Linked DNA regions of Mus musculus: region 1 is linked to region 2. A link is a contact called in public Hi-C data. All regions are on one chromosome and are shown on one strand. Each heading gives the region's core, a stretch centred on a gene start, on an enhancer-like site or on the middle of the called end of the contact. The rest is flanking DNA. Distances are from core to core; before and after follow the strand shown. Region 1 overlaps Wdfy2 (WD repeat and FYVE domain containing 2). Region 2 overlaps Ints6 (integrator complex subunit 6).

Region 1 (2,700 bases), core at 128-2,627, 220 kb before region 2:
TCAATTGAGACTTTTTCAAAACAACTCTGGCTTGTGTGAGGCTGACATCACACTAGGCCAGCACACCATTCTACCAGCAGGAAGATGACACTGGTTAATTGCACGTCTTTATTTGAGAATACTGTGATGTGTTTTTATATTTGAGTATTAGGTATAATTAGGGACAACATCAGAGGTAGAAATTTGGGACTTCAAGGTTCCAAATGCTTTATAAATCAATTATATTCTAAATGCTAGTATCCTTGTCCTATGTAGCTTTAACTGTCTACTTGACACAGCCTAGAACAGTGGTTCTCAACCTGTGAATCATGACCCTTTTGGGGTCAAATGACCCTTTCATAGGGGTAGCTTATCAGATATCCTGCGTATCAGATTATTTATATTATAATTCATAACAGTAGCAAGATTAGAGTTATTAAGTAGCAACAAAAATAATTTTATGGTTGGGGTCACCACAGCATGAGGAACTGTATTAAAGGGTCACAGCATTAGGAAGTTGAGAAACACTGGTCTAGAGTCATCTGAGAGGAGAGACACCTCAAGTGAAGGTTGTCTAGATTGAACTGGTGCGTGGGCATGTCAGTGGGGGAGTCTCTGGTTTGTTGAAGCAGGGGACCTAGCCCATGGTGGGTGACACTATCTCAGGACGACCTGACTAGAGATAGTGCTGACCATGAGTCAGTAAGCAAGCCAGCAAGCAAGCAAGCCAGCAAGCAGCCCTGCTCCATTGTTTCTGCTTCAGACTTATGCTTGGGTTCCTGCCCTGACTTCCTTCAATGATGGACTGTGACCTGAATCTAACCTAAATAAACACTTTCCTCTCATAAGTCAGTGTTTTAGCAACAGAGAGGAAACTAGCCACCCCTCACGTATGAAGAGGGGATGATGGAACCACTGGGATATTGTATGAGAATGGACTGGATCAATTACGTAGGACTACGCGGTAGGTGCTCTAGTGTGGCTACCTAATAGTATGACAGTTTCTTCTCCAGCAATCTCCTGACAAATCAAATTCCTCAAATACGGACACAGAAATAAATTTTCTATATAAAATGAACACATAGCCAACAAATACCTAGGAATGTCAGAAACACTCATTTTTCAATAATATTACTAAAAAATACTTGGAGAAGATTAAATAGCTTCATGTTTTTTGGACGCTGACACTTTAAAAGTGGCCATCTTGCTTTAATAAGGTCTTGTGCCTTGGAGGCATCTAGGAAAGTTTGCTAACTGTCCCAAAAGACTCTTAAGATCACAGAAAGTCCCTTTGCACTCATTGCTGTGGGTTTGCTAACCAGCCTCTCCCCCACTGCACTGCATTCTGCTTGCATACAGCCCTGTTCACGATTAACCTCAGTTCCCCCAGCAACGTGTGGTCAACCACATCCTCGCCCTTACCCACTCCGTCTTCCCCCTACAGCAGCCAAGCACAGGCCAGGGCAGGATGCAGTGCAAATGAATGAAAGTACAAAACAGTTCTCTAGCCCACAGCAAGCCTCACCTAAATCCCAGGTCCTTCCCGTCAGCGCGCTCATGGCTCACAGACTATCTTCCCCTAGAGTGGCTATTACTTCATAGACCAGAGACTCCGAGAGGCCAGAGCCTGGGCTTGTCCATGGTGTCCTCAGTATAAACAACCCGGCCTGGATTGCACAGATATTCAGTACGCATCGGCAGATGAGCCAGCAGCTGAATAACAGGGAGTGGAAATGAACGCCCTTGGCTGTCTTCCCAGCAGATGAGGCAGGGCCGAGACACCTTCCCTTGAGGAAGCAGTGTTGCTGACGTGAGGCCTTCACCCAGTTGACCCTTTCAGTATTAGATGCCAGGGAATATGAAGAGGCCTCTTCACTAGTGAAGCCACTACACTCAGGAAAACAAGGCAGTGACAGATTTTTTTTATTTCCTATAAAACGTGAAGATGAGCAGCTCAGATTCTTAAACTACAACAGATTTAGACCACTGTGGGCACTGTGAGAAAGAATGGCTTGAAAAGATTCATCAACAGAGACTCAGTGGATGATGGACTCTTCATGAAGCTAGGTAACTACAGAAACACTTCCCTGAACTATTGTATGCTTAACAGCGGAGGAAACTAGCAGGGATGCAGTCAGGGGCAGAACACCTGCCTAGCATGCACACAGCCCACAGAGCAAACTCTAGCAGTGCAAAACAAACACAAAACACCGCAAGGGTTAAAATGGTAAAATCTGTGTTACACAGATTTTTAAAAAGATTTATTTTTATTTATATAAGTACACTGTAGCTGTCTTCAGATACACCAGAAGAGGGCATCAGAACCCCTTACTGATGGTTTTGAGCCACCACGTGGTTGCTGGGAATTGAACTCAGGGCCTTGGAAGAGCAGTCAGTGCTCTTAACCCCTGAGCCATCTCTCCAGCCCATGTTACACATGTTTTATGAATATAATTGTTACTGGTGGAGTCATATCCTATACCATGCATGCATGTTGCATTATTGCTTACTTACTGGATTTACCTAAATGCTATCTGAATATTTACATTTGTTTATATTAAACTGAATATTATAAATTTGCTAAAATAAGCATTTTAATAGCTATCCATATTTTTTCATTTTTTTCATCTTTTACAATGTACGTGAGTACCTTCATGCAGGTGCCTGTGGGGGCCACAAGGGGGTGCCAGATTCCTGAAGATGAAGTTACAGGTGTCATAG
Region 2 (2,700 bases), core at 60-2,559:
TAGTCTGCTTCCTCTTTTCTTTTTCCATTGCCACTAGTTATTTAGTGCCGCAGCTCTTACTCCTGCCTGCTTGCCTTCCTGCTTTCCCACCTTTCTCTCTCCCTCCATTCCTTCCTCCTTCCTTCCTTCCCACCCTCCCTCCCTCCCTTCCCCCCTCTCTTCCTTTTTCCTTCATTGAGAGATCTCAGGCCTAACATATGCTAGACAAGTGTTTGTGCATTCTGTCTACAACAAACCATTTGTTTATTTTTATTTTTCAACTGTGTATGACTGTGTGGTTATGTGCACATGAGTACAGGTACCTGAGGAGGCCAGAAGAAGGTATTGGATCCCCTGCACTAGAGTTATGGGTGGTTATGAGCTGCATGATATGGGTGTTGGGAACTGATTTCAGGTCTTTTAGATGATCAGTGAGTACTCTTTTAACAGCTTAGCTATATGTCTGGCCCTCTTTTTCTTCTTTTAAATTTTATTTAGTTTTTGTATGAATGAATACACATGAGTGCCATGGTGCACGTGCAGAGGTTGTTTTGGAAATCAGGCTTGGTGGCAAGCATCTTTACTAGCACTCTTGCTGTCTTGGTTCTTTTCATGACTACCTTTAATCTGCCACATGTGGCAGAATGTCTCTAAAATATGCCATTTGTGTATATCATTCTGCTCACACTATTTCATTGCTTTCAGTTGTTCAGTAGAGTCCTCAGTGCTTTCACAGCTTAGCTAGTCACATTATTAATCCTTTCATTTTCATTGAGTCATATTTATTGAACAACTCATTGTCTAGATACACCAGAGTCTAAGATAGAATGGATGGCAAAGTGAACCGGAGTCCTGCTTTTGGGGTACTGGAGAAGATAGCAATTTTAAAAAATAATTAGGTAGATGAAAGTAAACTTGCATTCACCACTTATTCTCTCAAAATGGAGGGATATGAAGTGATATCTAGCTCAGGCTTTGAGGTACTGGGCTCCACCTCTAGTACTGTAAACAAATTAGGGTAGAGTAGGGAGGAATGTGCTATCAGGTCTTATAGTAACTATATTAGATCTAGTCAGAGGTCATGGGTTGTAATATGTGAAGAGAAGCCAGTGTGGTGGCTCAGCTCTGCAGTTCCAGGGCTTGAAGCTGAGGTAGGACTCCTGTGCCAGCTTAGGCTGCAGAATGAGGCTTTGTCTAAGAGAAGACCAGAAGAGAGTAAGGTTTATTATATAGAATATATAAATGAAGATCATATCAGGCAGGGGAGTCCTTTTCTCTAAAGGGTTTGTTTTGAGAATGAGGAACTGAAACAAGGCTAATGGCACTTGGAGCATTGACAAAAAAGGGGATTATAGTATATGGTGGAAAAGAAGTTTGGGCCTCATTGTGCAAGGAGCTTGAACCATGCTAAGTAATGATGGTGCTAATACAGAAGAATCAGGAGCTGGCAATGTAGCTCAGGGTTTGAGAGCCTGCCTAGCAGGAACAAGACAGGCAGATGTCATTCAGAGTTCTGTGCAGTGGTAAGGAAAGAAGAGAAGACGACAAGTAAGTGTTGAAAGACCAGGTAGGTGCTGCTGTTAATTTTAGCAATTTTCTCAAGTAGGTGGTATGGTAGTAAAAGAGATAATAAACCCCACATTTTAAAGAAATATTTAGGAAGTTAAATTAGTAAAATTCACTGTCATAAATTGTATTTAAGGCTTAAGGGGCAGTAAAATGGCTTCTAAAGAACTGTGTAGATGATGATAATGATGCCATTCATTTCCTGGCCTAGTGAATGTTGGAAAACTTACAGAAGAAGAGAAATCATGACTTTAGAATGCTTAGGTTTCAAGGTATCTTGGAATCATTTAGGAATGAATGTCAGATAGAGAATTTGGTATTCAGAGGAGAGAATTTGGCTGGGCATATTCAAGTGGAATATTATCTAAATTTAGATAGTAATTCAACCTGTGAGTAGGTTAGTTTGGGCCAAGTATAAACTGGCAAGGGCCTCTGATTATTAAGCCCTACAGATCTTTAACATTTTAAAGTTTTGATATTTGGGATTGAGGTTGAGCTGAGGCTAGAAGATATCTCTAGATTTCATGATGCCTGTAGTTATCAATTGATGCATAACATACCATTTTGAAACTTACTGGCTTAAAACAATTTATTATTTCTTTGGAGTATATGGCTGAGGTACCTGGTTTCTCTCCTGGAGCTTCTTTGTCTTCATCATTCAGCAATCTGGTTCAAATTTCTTTACATGGTTTGCATTTTCCACAAAGGAGGAATAAGCCTCTTTAGACTTAATCAGACTCAGTTCAGAATATTTTGGCTATACTATAGCAGTTGAGGAAGAATGGATAAGAATTAGTGCCGTTTGGGTAAGTGGAGTGGGAGATGAAGACAAGTACCTATTATTTTTTTATATTTTCTTTAAGCTTGACCTGAATTGTTCTGTGATTTCCCTGAAAGTTAAGCTGTTTCTTTGTCCCCTTACTAAAATTGTAACCATTTATTTGTAAGCAACTAGCTGAAGTCTACTTGGGGGTTATGGTAAATATTTGCTTTTATTCTTTCTCCTTTCTCCATCCCCTCTTCCTCTTCCTTCCCCTCTTCCTCACTTTTGTCTCTTTTTCTTCTTGGTTTCCTTTCTTTTCTCTATGGCTCTGCTTCTTTTGGAGGGAAGGTGCTACTCCATAACCCAGGCTGATCTGGAAATGATGGTAACCC

What was found. Hi-C and Micro-C count contacts between places; a contact is called where the count stands out from the background.
Region 1: a contact with region 2 is called in a Hi-C map of bone marrow-derived macrophages, with 26 read pairs. The contact joins two enhancer-like sites. A contact is called at or near these places in 1 of 15 datasets of contacts at CTCF or cohesin (pro-B cells), 12 of 484 Hi-C or Micro-C datasets (the AML12 cell line, the HPC-5 cell line, bone marrow-derived macrophages and 5 more), 1 of 115 datasets of contacts at active chromatin or transcription factors (effector CD8 T cells) and 2 of 9 other capture datasets (adipose tissue and liver).

Annotation. Positions count from the first base shown.
Region 1 is chr14:62,939,583-62,942,282 of GRCm38.p6, reverse strand. The region is part of intron 6 of Wdfy2 (WD repeat and FYVE domain containing 2); the gene reads right to left. Among named protein-coding and RNA genes, the nearest start is that of Defb48, 44 kb to the left of the region's middle. Within about 2 kb of position 1,377, at least 152 of the 459 cell types and tissues checked have an H3K27ac peak or open chromatin away from gene starts, as enhancers often do. A contact at or near this core is called in bone marrow-derived macrophages, where this site is marked.
Region 2 is chr14:62,723,375-62,726,074 of GRCm38.p6, reverse strand. The region is part of intron 4 of Ints6 (integrator complex subunit 6); the gene reads left to right. Among named protein-coding and RNA genes, the nearest start is that of 4931440J10Rik, 36 kb to the left of the region's middle. Within about 2 kb of position 1,309, at least 6 of the 459 cell types and tissues checked have an H3K27ac peak or open chromatin away from gene starts, as enhancers often do. A contact at or near this core is called in bone marrow-derived macrophages, where this site is marked.